Regions from separate parts of the Mus musculus genome. Here region 2 is linked to region 1. A link is a contact called in public promoter capture Hi-C data. All regions are on one chromosome and are shown on one strand. The core of a region is the stretch at or near the end of the contact, and the rest is flanking DNA. Distances in the headings are between cores, read along the strand shown.

Evidence for each region. Promoter capture Hi-C pulls out the DNA fragments that hold promoters and counts their contacts.
Region 2: a contact with region 1 is called in a promoter capture Hi-C map of liver, with 3 times the contacts expected there. The contact joins the promoter of A1bg here to the enhancer-like site in region 1. A contact is called at or near these places in 5 of 39 promoter capture datasets (the SN4741 cell line, hippocampal neurons, liver and 2 more).

What each region holds. Positions count from the first base shown.
Region 1 is chr15:59,394,271-59,400,600 of GRCm38.p6, forward strand. All of the region lies in intron 2 of Nsmce2 (NSE2/MMS21 homolog, SMC5-SMC6 complex SUMO ligase), which reads left to right. Among named protein-coding and RNA genes, the nearest start is that of Nsmce2, 23 kb to the left of the region's middle. Within about 2 kb of position 3,716, at least 47 of the 459 cell types and tissues checked have an H3K27ac peak or open chromatin away from gene starts, as enhancers often do. A contact at or near this core is called in liver, where this site is marked.
Region 2 is chr15:60,917,234-60,923,563 of GRCm38.p6, forward strand. It overlaps A1bg (alpha-1-B glycoprotein), which reads right to left and starts at 4,037. Exons shown (of 7, transcript NM_001081067.1): 1 at 3,990-4,037; 2 at 3,878-3,913; 3 at 3,485-3,793; 4 at 2,893-3,165; 5 at 2,404-2,700; 6 at 1,647-1,943; 7 at 356-918. The coding sequence starts at 4,023. The coding sequence ends at 626.

The DNA of each region.
Region 1 (6,330 bases), core at 2,466-4,965:
CACTTAGTTATGTTCAGTTTTGCATGTTTTGGCGTTGTGTTCCAAAGTATATTTTGTACTAGACTCAGCTGAGGAGTACCTGTAAACAACCTACAAACAGATGCTGGTTGGTCAGCAGTGAACTGGGCTTGGTTGATTCCTGTTCTAGATGAACATTTTTCTGTTATAGTCTCTTCTCATATCTGTAACAGATTAAAATTTTGTAGACTGAAAATATAAAATAGTTTTGGAGAGAATAGCAGAAATGTTCCTATGGACCAGCAGAATGGCTGGATGCACTGGCCATGAAGCCGGACACCTGAGTTTATCTCTGGAAACCCCATTGTGGAAGGAGGGAACTGGTTCCAACAAGTTGTCCTCTGACATCCACATGTGCAATCCTCCCTCCACCCCCCACAGTTGTTTTTACAAAGAAATGATTTTTCCATGTTCATATGTATGATTTACTGGTCGGTTAATTTCTAGTAGAAATTATTTTTTACAAAGAGCATTATAGCTGCTGCCATGCCATAGATTACTGACAAATCTTACTTTTGAAGTTAATTTAGATTCAGGTATATTTATACTGAAGCTTATGTGTGTTAATGCTTTATTTTGCAAAAACCTGCTACATGTCTGTAGTTTCACTCTTATTTGTTTACTCTCTATCTGGCAAGGGCTATTCTAGTAATATAAAGTAATTCCACTGCTTTTAGACCTTATTCCAGACTTATTCTCTCTTAACAGTTTGATGAAAATAACCTGACATTGATGGAAGAGATAGCTAAAGTCAGAGGGGTAAAGTGGCTTGCCTGAAGCCACAGAGTACGTTCATATTCCATTAGCTTCTGTTGTGCTGAATTGAATGTATGTATAACAAATTCACACACATGTATGTGTGTATATATCAGCTTGCTCTTTATTAATCCTAATTGCCTTTGTATAAACAGTTAAGTTAGTAAATAATAAATTTATAAATATGGTATGTAGATTCTTTTTTGAAGAAATTTTATGGGCAGAGTGTTTGTTTAAAATTTGTTTTAATGGAATTTTCCATAAGCTTAATTGTCTTAATTAGGGTTTTATTGCTGTGAAGAGACACCGGACCATGGCAACTCTTATGAAGGAAGACATTTAGTTGGGACTGGCTTCCAGTTTTAGAAGCTTAGTCCATTACTGTCATGGCAGGAAAAATGGCAGTGTGCAGCGGACATGGTGCTGGAGAAAGAGTTGAGAGTTCTACATCCAGATTTGCAAGCAGCAGGAAGTGTATTGATCTATTAGACCTAGCTTGAGCCTCTAAGACCTCAGCCCCACCCCCAGCAACACAACTTCTTCAAGACCACACCTACTTCAAGGCCACACCTCCTAATAATGCCACTCCCTATAGGCCATGCATTCAAACACATGCATGTATGGGGCCATTCTTTATTATTATTTTTTTATTAGATATTTTCTTTATTTACATTTCAAATGTTATCCCCTTTCCTAATTTCCTCTCCAAAAATCCCCTTTCCTCTCCCCTGTTCCCCTGCTCCCCAACCCACCCACTCCTGCTTCCTGGCATAGGCATTCCCCTATACTGGGGCATAGAACCTTCACAGGACCAAGGGCCTCTTCTTCCATTGATGACCGACTAGGCCATCCTCTGCTACATATGCAGTTAGAGCCATGAGTCTCTCTGTGTGTTTTCTTTGGTTGGTGGTTTAGTCCCAGGGAGTTCTGGGGTTACTGGTTAGTTCATATTGTTGTTCCTCCAAGGGGGCTGCAAACCCCTACAGCTCCTTTAGTACTTTCTCTAGATCCTTCATTGGGGACCCTGTGCTCCATCTAATGGATAACTGTGTGCATCCACTTCTATATTAGTCAGGCATGGCAGAGTCTCTCAGGAGACAGCTATATCAGGAGACAGCTTCTTGCTATTATAAATAAGGCTGCATTGAACATAGTGGAGCATGTGTCTTTATTACAAGTTGGGGCATCTTCTGGGTATATACCCAGGAGTGGTATCTCTGGATCTTCTGGTAGAACTATGTCCAATTTTCTAAGGAACCACCAAACTGATTTCCAGAGTGGTTGTACCAGCTTGCAATCCCAGCTCGCCAGCATCTGCTGTCAACTGAGTTTTTGATCTTAGCCATTCTGACTGGTATAAGGTGGAATCTCAGGGTTGTTTTGATTTGCATTTCCCTGATGATTAAGGATGTTGAACATTTTTTTAGGTGCTTCCTAGCCATTCAGTATTCCTCAGTTGAGAATTCTTTGTTTAGCTCTGTACCCCATTTTTAATAAGGGTTATTTGGTTTTCTGGAGTCCAACTTCTTGGGTTCTTTATATATATTGGATATTAGCCCCCTATGTGAATTAGGACTGGTAAAGATCTTTTCGTATGGGGCCATTCCTACTCAAACCACCATATCAGTCTATTTTTCCTTTAGTCTTTCCTCCAGCCATCTAACAGTCCATTAGCCTTTTCGTTTTTGTAATTTGTCCATTTTATTATCTACCCATGTAAAATGTATAATGTAGTGGGGTTTTTAAAATTATATTCATGGATACACATAACCGTTACCACAATCATTTCAAAACCACAACCCCTGGCAAGGTGTGATATTATATACTTATAATTTCATTACTCAAGAGACTGAGGCAGGAGTATTGTGAGTTCAAGGACAGCCTGGGCTGTATAGTGATGAGAGGAGAGGAGACCAACAAGAAAGGAAGTGAGGAAGGGAAAAGAAAGGAAGCAGACCCTGCGTCCTTTAGCATTGCACGCCAGTCTCTCCAGGAGCCACTGATCTACTATGGCTCTATAGCTGTGGAGTTACCTGTTTCAGACATTTCATATAGAAGTGAATTTTATATAAAATGTGGTTTTTTGTGGTTGGAGTGTTCTTGTTTTCAAGCAAGGTTCATCTGTGTTGTTAGATCCATCAGCATTTAATCAGTTAGCACTTCATTTATTTTTATAGTTTAATAATACTCCATTATGTAGTATGTAGCTATACCACATTTTGTAGATCTACCAGTTGGTGGACCCTGGGTTGTTAATATTACTAAATTATTCTTGGATGCTTGTGCTTTGAACGAGGAATGCCCTCACTAGGCTCAGGTATTTGCATTACTTGGTCCCCAGTAGGTGGTGCTGTTTGGAGAGGTTTAGGAGGTGCAGTCTTGCTGGAGGATGGATGTCTCAGGGCTTCCAGATTTTATAGCCTATCCCTGCTTCCAGTTTGCTTTCTCTACTTCTCTCTTGCAATGTGAGCTCTCACCTTCTTGGCACCATGCTTGCAGGTGGCTCCCTGATGTCATGCCTCCCAGCCGAGATGGATTCAAATCCTCTGGGACCAGAGCCCAGATAAGCTTTTGGTCACATGGTGCTGTGTGTAGCACAGCAGCAAATGTAACTATTAATTGTGCTGCTCAGCATCCATTCTCACGTTAGTATCTCAGCATGGTTTCAGTTGGCATTTATGTAATGATGTCATATGCTTTTGGGCTCTTAGAGAAATCTCTGGAGAAGTGCCTATTCATATCCTGTGCACTTTTAAATCCAGTGTCTAAGTTCTTTATATATTCTAGAGAAAAGTCTGATATAAGACATGATCTGCTGGTATTTTTCCTATTGTGTGCTGCATTTTACTTTCTTGATAGTGTTCATTGAAGTATGCAAGGTTGTGATCTTGCGGGAGTCCAGCTGTGTGGATTTGCTGTTTTCGTGGTATGCCTTCCCCTGATAGAGCTTAGCATCAAGCTTGAAGCAGTCCTATTCATGTGTGCTGAGTATGAGTTTTGAGCTGGGACTCATTTGATGACTAGTTCTCTAAAGGTGCTGTGATGAAAACCTTTTCCCAGCAACCATGTGGAACCCTGGAGTTGGTGGGAATTGTAGATGAGAGAGCCTTCAGGACAGGCTTCACATGGGCTGTTGCAGGTTAAAGGTGAGTAGCTGTTTCATGTACTAGAAACAGACTGGAAAAGATTGATGAGTATTTGTCCTGATATGAAAGCTGACAAACCTGCCTGTAAGCTTCATGGCTGCTTGAGAGGTAGGAAACCCCTAAGTCAAAGACAGCAGCTTTTGTTGTTATACCTCAGATAGTATGCCTGTTCTGGTTTACCTTCCTGTCTCCATGCCTCATGGTTTCTGGAGCTGATATGGGAGAGCCCAGGAGGGTTGAGGTCACAACTAAGGAACCTCAGGCTCAGGGGTCCAGTTTTTGGAAGTAGACGCCATCTTAGTCTTGTGAGATCTTGCTCTTACATAAGCATCCTTGTAAAGATGGACTGGGACAGAAGGGCACATGGCACCTTTGCTCCCAAGATGTTCAGAATGAGTGAGAAATGACTTGCTCCCTAGAACCTGACACATTCAGGGAGCTGCAAGTGCTTCAGGGTGAAGATTAACTTCAGCTGAGGCCTTTCCAGGCTGTTGCCACCACCAGTGGTGAAAGCTTCAGCACTTTTCTTTGGAGATGAACTTTGTCCAAGATGCAGGAGAGGCCAGGTGAGATGAAGAGAGGGGTCCTCCTCTGTCCCCAGAGGGAACATAATCCTTTGGTTGTCTGGATGGGGTAATGTTGGGCTTTCAGAACTACAGAATCATGCACTGGCTGCCCACTTTAGTATCATTGTGACTTTAACTTTCAGGTTATTTTCCTTTATAAGTAGTGATGATGTAAAATAGCAGTGAATGTCTTGTAGGGTCCTTAACCATCCACCCATCCACATCTCCCTAACACCTGCCGTATTTGGAGTTGCTGTAAAGTATTAAGGAATGTATCTAAAATGCTCTTTACAGAGCTGGTACATAATATTCATATTGGTCAGTTGCTTTGTTTTTGCTGTAATTATTTGAGCATTTGAAAAGATGGATCCTGTAGAGCCTTAGGGTCAGAATTGACTTTGTACAAAAATACATCCGTGAATTAAAATGCAAATTCTCTATTAGCCTAGATGATTGCTTCATCTCTTAGAGCTTGCTTTTTCCTGCATGTGAAGACTTGAAGTGACTGCCTTTTTGTGGTTATTCTGGGTTTGAGACAGTTATTTCCTTTGTTGTTTAGGGTTTACTTTGAACTATGGTCTTGCTGTGTTGCCCAGGTTAGCCTCCAAAGCTACGTAGGCTCAAGTGATCTTCTTTCTCAGCTACCTGGCTGGAGTACAGACACATGCTACTCTGCTGTATTAAGCTCCTCACTTTAAAGGCGGCCCTGGGCAGAGACTGGCTACATGTGTGTGTGTTTCATTGGTATTCTGCTGAGTACTTAGTTTTAAGTCACTGGGTGCTCTCTAACCAGTGTCTTATTTACATGCAAACAAAATTACACTAAATAACAGATTTTTTTTTTGCAGTCTCTTTTGTCCCATTTTGCAGACTGTTCTTTTAGAAAGTATCCTTTTTAAATTTTGGAATAATAATAGACTTACAAACACTTGGAATGAGAGTTCCCAAATGTCTCTACCCACTGCCCTTACTTGCTCAGACCTTAGTGCATAGTACATTTATCAAAGCTACATAAAACATTGGTGTGTTATTGCAGACTAAACTTCTGTTTTAGTAACATTTTTTCAGTGGCCCTTTTTCTTTTTTTTATATTTATTTTATTTGTATGAGTACACTGCAGCTGTCTTCAGACACACCAGAAGAGGGCATCAGATTCCATTACAGATGGTTGTGAGCCACCATGTGGTTGCTGGAATTTGAACTCAGGACCTCTGGAAGAGCCGTTGGTGCTCTTAACCTCTGAGCCATCTCTCCAGCCCCAGTGTCCCTTTTCAATACATTGTCCAGGATGCAGTCCTGGCTGCCACATTGCATTTAGTCACTTCTTGAGTTGTATAACCTTTTTCTTTTCCCTTAAAAAAAAAAAGTTTGACTTTGTGTGAAATGTCCCTCAGTTGGAGTTTAATGTTTTTCTTATGAGTTAAGGGCAATTTTATGTTTTTAGAAGAAGATGACAGAAGCCAAACTCCTAATCACATTCCGTGAGGGACTCAGCATGCTACCCTACACCACTTGGCTCTGGCAGTGTTTGCTAGGTGTCTTTACTACATACATGAGTAGTGTTTTTGTTTAGTTGGAATTCTTTAAATTGTTTTTTTCTAAGACCTTGGAACACACAGCTTTAAACAAGATGTCTTCATCAAATCCTTCCCCTCAGAGCTCAGGAAATCCTGCCAAAGAGGAGACTGAAGGAGTGGGGGAGACAGTACACAGGATACCAGGAGAACAAGGCCCTTTAAAACAACTGAGCAAGGCTCATAGGAACTCTGAGAGACTGAAGCAGCAGTCACAGCGCCTACATGGGTCTGCACCAAGTTCTCTGCGTTATATATATAATAGCTTTC
Region 2 (6,330 bases), core at 2,787-5,286, 1.5 Mb after region 1:
GACAATGAATTGATTTAGACACACTCTGATGCCATCCATCAGATTATATTTGTAAGATATAAAAACACAGCCAGAACCCTTAGTGTAGTATTTTCTAACTTACTGCTAGGGTAGGCACAGACCCTTCCAAGCTAAGATAGACTTAATTAGAGCTTCAAGCTGCATGTATACACATGCTGGAAGAGGAAGAAATGCTTGGGAGCTATGAGACAGCCAAACAGAGATTGGCTTTTACCTTTATATCCTTAGGATCTAAACCCAAGCCTCTCCTCTTTACAGACACCATATCCCAGGCTTGGAATAACATCCTTCTGGATCTGCAGCTGCCTTAGATGCACAAATGAAAGGCATGCTTTAAACAAATTTTTACTTGACCTTTATTAAGTCCAGAGAAAATGAAGTTATCTTACATTGAGAAGAATGGGTATTATACCTGTCTTGAACCCTTCCCAAGAACACTTTTTTTGTGTCTGCAGCCACATTAGCGGCCTAGACAAAGAAATGGCTTCATTGACTCAGCAAGTTGCCACAGGGCCTTTCCACACTGACCTTGGTGAAGCAATTAGCCAGTGTACAGCTCTGGAAATATTAAGAACCCAAAACCTCAAACACAGCTCAGGAGAGCCTAACCTTCTACTATAACCTCCACAGGGTCGCTGATCCCTGATTCAAATGTGAAGGGCGGCAGGGCCGTATAGCGGCAGCTGTAGTTGCCTGCATGTTGGGGACCGACGAAGAGCAGCTTCAGGTAAGCTGAGGTGCTTCTTGTGGAGGCCACCGCGAAGGGTGTTTTAAAGCCCTCACGTACCAGCTCCATGCTGACCCTAGGCACATGGCCGTGGCATCGAAAGATGGCTTCCTGACCCAGATGTACTGTGCTTTTCCACAGAGCTTCCAGCCTTGGCTTGGGTGGTGGCCCTGTAAGGGAGGATGGTAATGAAGTTGTGGCATCTCCGGCCAGAGCAGTTCCTATGTTGGATCTGCTCTAGGTACTTCTTTTATGCCATCACTCTGAGTGACACAGCTCCCTCTCCTGCCTTGTGTCATAAGTGCTGGTGTGGGAACTTCGGCATCTCATCTAGGTATTTAACATCCAAAGTCACAAGGGTTGTGGGATCTCTCTGGCCTTGGCCTGTCCCATGGGGTATTTCAAAGGGTACCCAAAGTTTTGAAGCTGTGAAGAGTCCCTTCAGAAAAGTACTTCTGGCAGAAGCACAGTTTAAAAGTCTGAGGTCAGAACCTAAGTCTGGGCCAGACTTCTGATCCAATAACCCCAAGATCTTTAGAGTTCTATAAAAATCAGATATTAACTCAAAGATAGTCAATGGCATGAGTGGCTCTGAGATACAGGCATCATCGGGAAACCGAGGCATGGGAATATGCATTTGAACACATACACAACCCCCTTAGATCCTAATACCATTGAACTTCATTGGACCAGTGGCCTTCCAGCTCAAAGGTTGGGAAACAAACCAGATTTGCATGTTTCACATTTGGGGAAGGCCTCTTCAAGGTTCTCAGAGCCCAATACTTCATTAAGGTATAACCCGGAAAGGATGGCTCCTCACAGATCATAACACAGGAATACTGGTCCCTACGTAAGTAACCCTCTGTTCCTCCCACCCTCGTGGCCACTTTTAGCTTACCATTCACCCGCAGCTCCACGGGCTCACTGGAAGAAGATCCTGAGAATGGCGGTGCCTGTTCCATGTAGATACAGCTGTAGTTTCCAGAGTCTATTGTTGAGATATTGTGCAGCTCAAAGACTGCTTCGGTCCCAGACGAATTCAGCATTTGCACCACAACTAATTCCGGTTTGCCCTGGCGTTGCAGGCCAAAGCGCAGGCCGGATACGGGTGCAGTACATCGAAGCTGCACCGTTGAACCAGGCTCAAGGTCCCTACTCGATGGCTCTGCAGTAAGTACCGGAGCTTGTAGAGTCTCTGTAAAGGAGCAAACATGTTGGCTCAGCCTGAAGACATGGCAGGGGCCCTGTACATGTTCCAGCCTGTGCTCCAGCTAAGCATTCTGCTTAAAGTGACCTCCCTACTCCCTCCTTTGCCTGCTTCTGAAGGGCACCATAAAGCAGCATTGCTTAATACCATGCCATCCCTTCAACATCCCAGCCCTGCCAGTCTGTTGACAGCCAGCAAATCTACTTCGTTCCTGCTAGGATACAATGAGGGGTGGAGCCCCACTGAAGTCTGGGCCAGTCGTTTTTGGTGACCCAATTCTTTCCAGGGTTCCAGGTTGCTGTATTAATTGTCCTACTTAGAGCTTGGGACGCCAAGGCTAAGTGGGCTCAATACGTTCATATTTGGAGGTTCTGTTTTGGGATCCCCATTCTGCTCACTTCAGATCATCATCTTTGCCTTTCAAAGGTCACCCTGTTAGGAGACTTACCATCACTCCACATTAACTCTACGGGCTTGCTGTCCTCTGACCAAACGTGCATGTATTTGTGCATCCGGTAGCGGCAGGTGAAAGGACCTGGGTTATCCAGTTCCTTCAAGTTCACATAGTACAGGATAGCATCTCTGGTGGGGCTAAACCCATGAATTTTCAGCACCTTCCCTCCTTGCCTGAGTTGGAATTCAGCTGCATTCCGAGGAGCTTTGCAGGCAAGGGTCTCATATGTCTTCTGGGGGTAGATCATTAGGTAGTTTCCCATCAAACACAGAGTGGGTGGAGCCTGTGAGGCTGCAAGCCAGGGAAGAGCACTGAGTGAGGAGTCCAGGACACTCTGCTTTGTAGGGTGGCACTGAGAGCTTCCCTCTGTTCAGCCCCCAAACCTCTGACATTCTGTGACAGCTCAGGAGCAACTGGCTTATCTTTGGGCACTACGTGTCAGGTCTTACACAAAGCTTTTCAGTATCGGGGTTTAACACTCACCATACATCTTGATGGTCACAATATCACTGGGCTCAGAGGGTTCACCTGCTGCATGGGTTAGGTAGCTGCAGCTGTAGTTGCCAGGCTTGTAGATTAAAAAGCCAGCTGTTCCCTTGTGCTGGACATCAGGTTTCTGGACGCCATCCACTCCTTCCTGCCTCAGCAGGTAGGTCACACCCCGCATTGCAACCTGGCACATCACGTATACAGGCAGGCCACCAGGTGTGATCCAGTCGACTGGATCAGCATGAGCCAAGGGCCGAGGCAAGGGCTCTGTGGGTGGGAGAGGGGATATAGGTGAGTGCCTCAGTCTTATTGCCGGAGACTCTGAGAGTATACACTCTAGATTCAGAAAATAGAAAGGAGTCAGGGCCAGCCAGAGCAAGGGAAGTGGGGTTGAGCAAGAGAAAGGGTACAGAATACTATTCTGTGATGGGTGGGTCCCAAGAACTCAATGGAATTCACCACTTACAAGCCTCTAGGGGCCAAATAAATGTGTCCACTTGATAGAGGATTGAACTGAAGCAAAGAGATAGCAGGTCAGGTGGATCGAAGCTTCTCCATCTATTTTCCCAATTATCACCTTGCTTACCTTTCCCTGTCACCTCCACAGCATTGCTTAGCATGGTCCACTTGTTCAGTGCTGGCAGGTGAATGTCAACAGGGGGTTCCACGCCACATCTGCAGCGGTAGATGCCACTGTTGTTACTTGTAATGGCCCCCAGGGAAAAGCGGTATGACAGCACCTGTGTCTCAAGTCGGACTTGACTCAGGAACCACCCGTTCTGGATCAGCTCGAAGACCTTAGTCGGCAAATCAACTGCACACACCAGGGTCAGGTTTGCCCAGGGTTCCAGCAGGGACTGAGGCTCTGCCCATAGTTTAGGTTCACTGCCAGAATCTGGAAAGCAAAGGAGTCAGGGTTAGCTTGCAGCTTTTAGAAAAATGGGGTTCCCCGTAACCCATAGGCCATTGCTGAACTTACCGAGCATTAGAGTATTTCCTGGGCCCAGAGTGAACCCTGTAGAGATAATAGTGTGTGAGTCTCCATTCATACCACACCTGCCCCAAAAGTTCTAGATCTCAGGACATCTCACCCCAGAGCAGCAGTACAGTAGCCAGCAGAGACATGGCGGGTCTTCAGTTCAGCAGGAGTGTCTGTAGGGAGCATCTGCGGTGGCAAATTAATCTGAGGCCCTGACCTTGTACTTTGTTTGCCCTTCCTGGAAGGTAGGGGCAGAGAGGCAGCTGCTTGGCATGGGAACAGCGGGGATTCAGCAATAATGCTAATCAATAATAATGCGTAATTATCAAGACAAACTGATAATAACAGTAAAATCCTCTTATCCTGTCCTGACTAGAGCCAGGTGTGAACACGTGCCAGAACTGTCACTGACCCATGGGGACACTCTCACCCAAAGAACGAATCCTCCTTTGTCACTTTGTAAGGTTCCAGAGAGGCTGTTCTTGCTGCACTGTGGACTTCACGAGGAGGCAGAGTGGAGTAAACACCTGGGAGGGGCTCCTGCAAGGCCTAATACTTGTCAGTGGACCCATATGGCTCTCCAGCAAAGCCTCTTCCATAAGGAACTGACAGTGTGTCTCCTAGATGGCCATGCCTTCCTATTTCCATGTGTCCTCAACCGAGAGGACAATGGCAAGAAGGCTGGCATTGCCACTCTAAGACACTGCAGCCTGCAAGGCACCTGATGAGGGCTTAATTCGGCACTCCCTGATCCCCCCAGAAATCTCTTGTTAAGTCAGTATCCTTCTTCCAAATGATGATATCTAAGGGCCAGCTGAATCTCAGCATTGGCTTGACTCACACCCATCGCAGTAGGATGTTCTAAGCTGAGCTTATTTTCCCTGGTGCCTCAAATCACGATTGAAACCTCTGCAGTTTAAGTTGTTTTTCTTTATTTTTCTGAGTATTTTTGTCCTTTTTGTTATATTAAAGCTATTCATTTCTTCCTCTCTGGTTTCTAATATCTCTTCTCAGACTCTCTTGTTCCTTCTCTAGAATTATCAAGTAGGAAACAGCTCATACTTTTATAAATATATGTCCTTATTTCATGAGGACCCCAACACATCCTAAAATACACATAGAGGAACAATCAAATTTGAAGTGAAAGAAAATAGTGAACTTTTTTTCTGCATAGTGCTCATTTCTCTCTATTTTATCTAGAGAACCTGCTATGTATAGGTACCAGGCTTACAATCTGATAAAAATACATTAATATAAATTTTCAGTCACAGCAATGGAATTTCTATCAGTTTTGTTTTTGGAGTCATGGTTTTTTGCCATCATTACATGAGGAACAAGTTGGAAACATTTAATGAAATTAATTTACTTTTTCTGTTTCTGGAGGAGTAGCAAAACTACCTTGATACTTTCAGAAGAGGCGGCAGTAAAGTTGCAAAGGTAAGTGAGTGATTGTTGGGTTTTTGTTAAGTGTTCAAGCACATGCCAGGTAATCCCACCTAGAAGGGAAAGTGAATCAGAAATCATACTCCCACAATACCATTCTAAGAGGACTTCTACCTGTCCTTCCCCTGGGAGAAGTGCATGTGGCTCAGGTTAGGACAGACTGATGCCTCTTCTCTATCCCCTCCCAAAGATTCTAAGGAGTTACTCGGTGAGCCAAGGGGCCATGACAAATCAGATATAAGCACACACAATGGGACCAGTACTAACTGCTGGCATTCAGGAATGAAGATGGTATATCAAGTTTCCACACACCTTGGAGCTTAAACAGCAGAAGGGTATTCCTCAAAGTTCTAGAAGTCCAGTATATGAAATCAAGAGGTTTGGGAGGTCCTGGTTTGTCCTTGCCTGTTTTTAGGACTTCAGGGATGTTGGGAATCTTTGGCAATGCTTAGCTTGTAGTTACCTCACTTTGTTGTTTGAGCCTGTTCTTGGTATCTATTTTCTTCTCTGTGACTAAATTTCTCTCTCCTATGAGCACACCTGTATCTGGCTTAGGTTCCATTTGACCTACTATTGAAGGCATCTGTAGAGACACTATTTCTCTTCCAGGTCACAGTCACAGCTATGAGGATTAGAAGTATAGGATCTATAGAGAGCAGAGGTCAGCACACAACAGCTGTCTAGGGAGTTGAAGAAGCTGGAGCTGGACAGAAGATAAGAATGGACCTGATGCTAAGGGTCTCTTGGCTCACAGATGATAGAATAAGTTTCTCAAATTTCTAGTGTGCACCTGGAATGTCTTTTCTCTGTATGTGAGAAATTGTCCACAAAGAATGGTGCCTTGGGTTGGTGCATTGGAGAGAGTAAGTCACTAACTATAATTCTGAAGAGCACTCTAGCTTACTTTAAAAGTATCATATCCAAAACTCAGGAAGCAGAGACAGGTAATCTCTGTGGGTTGGAGGCCAGTAATTGAGAGTTTCAAGTCAGCCATCCAGAACTACATAGTG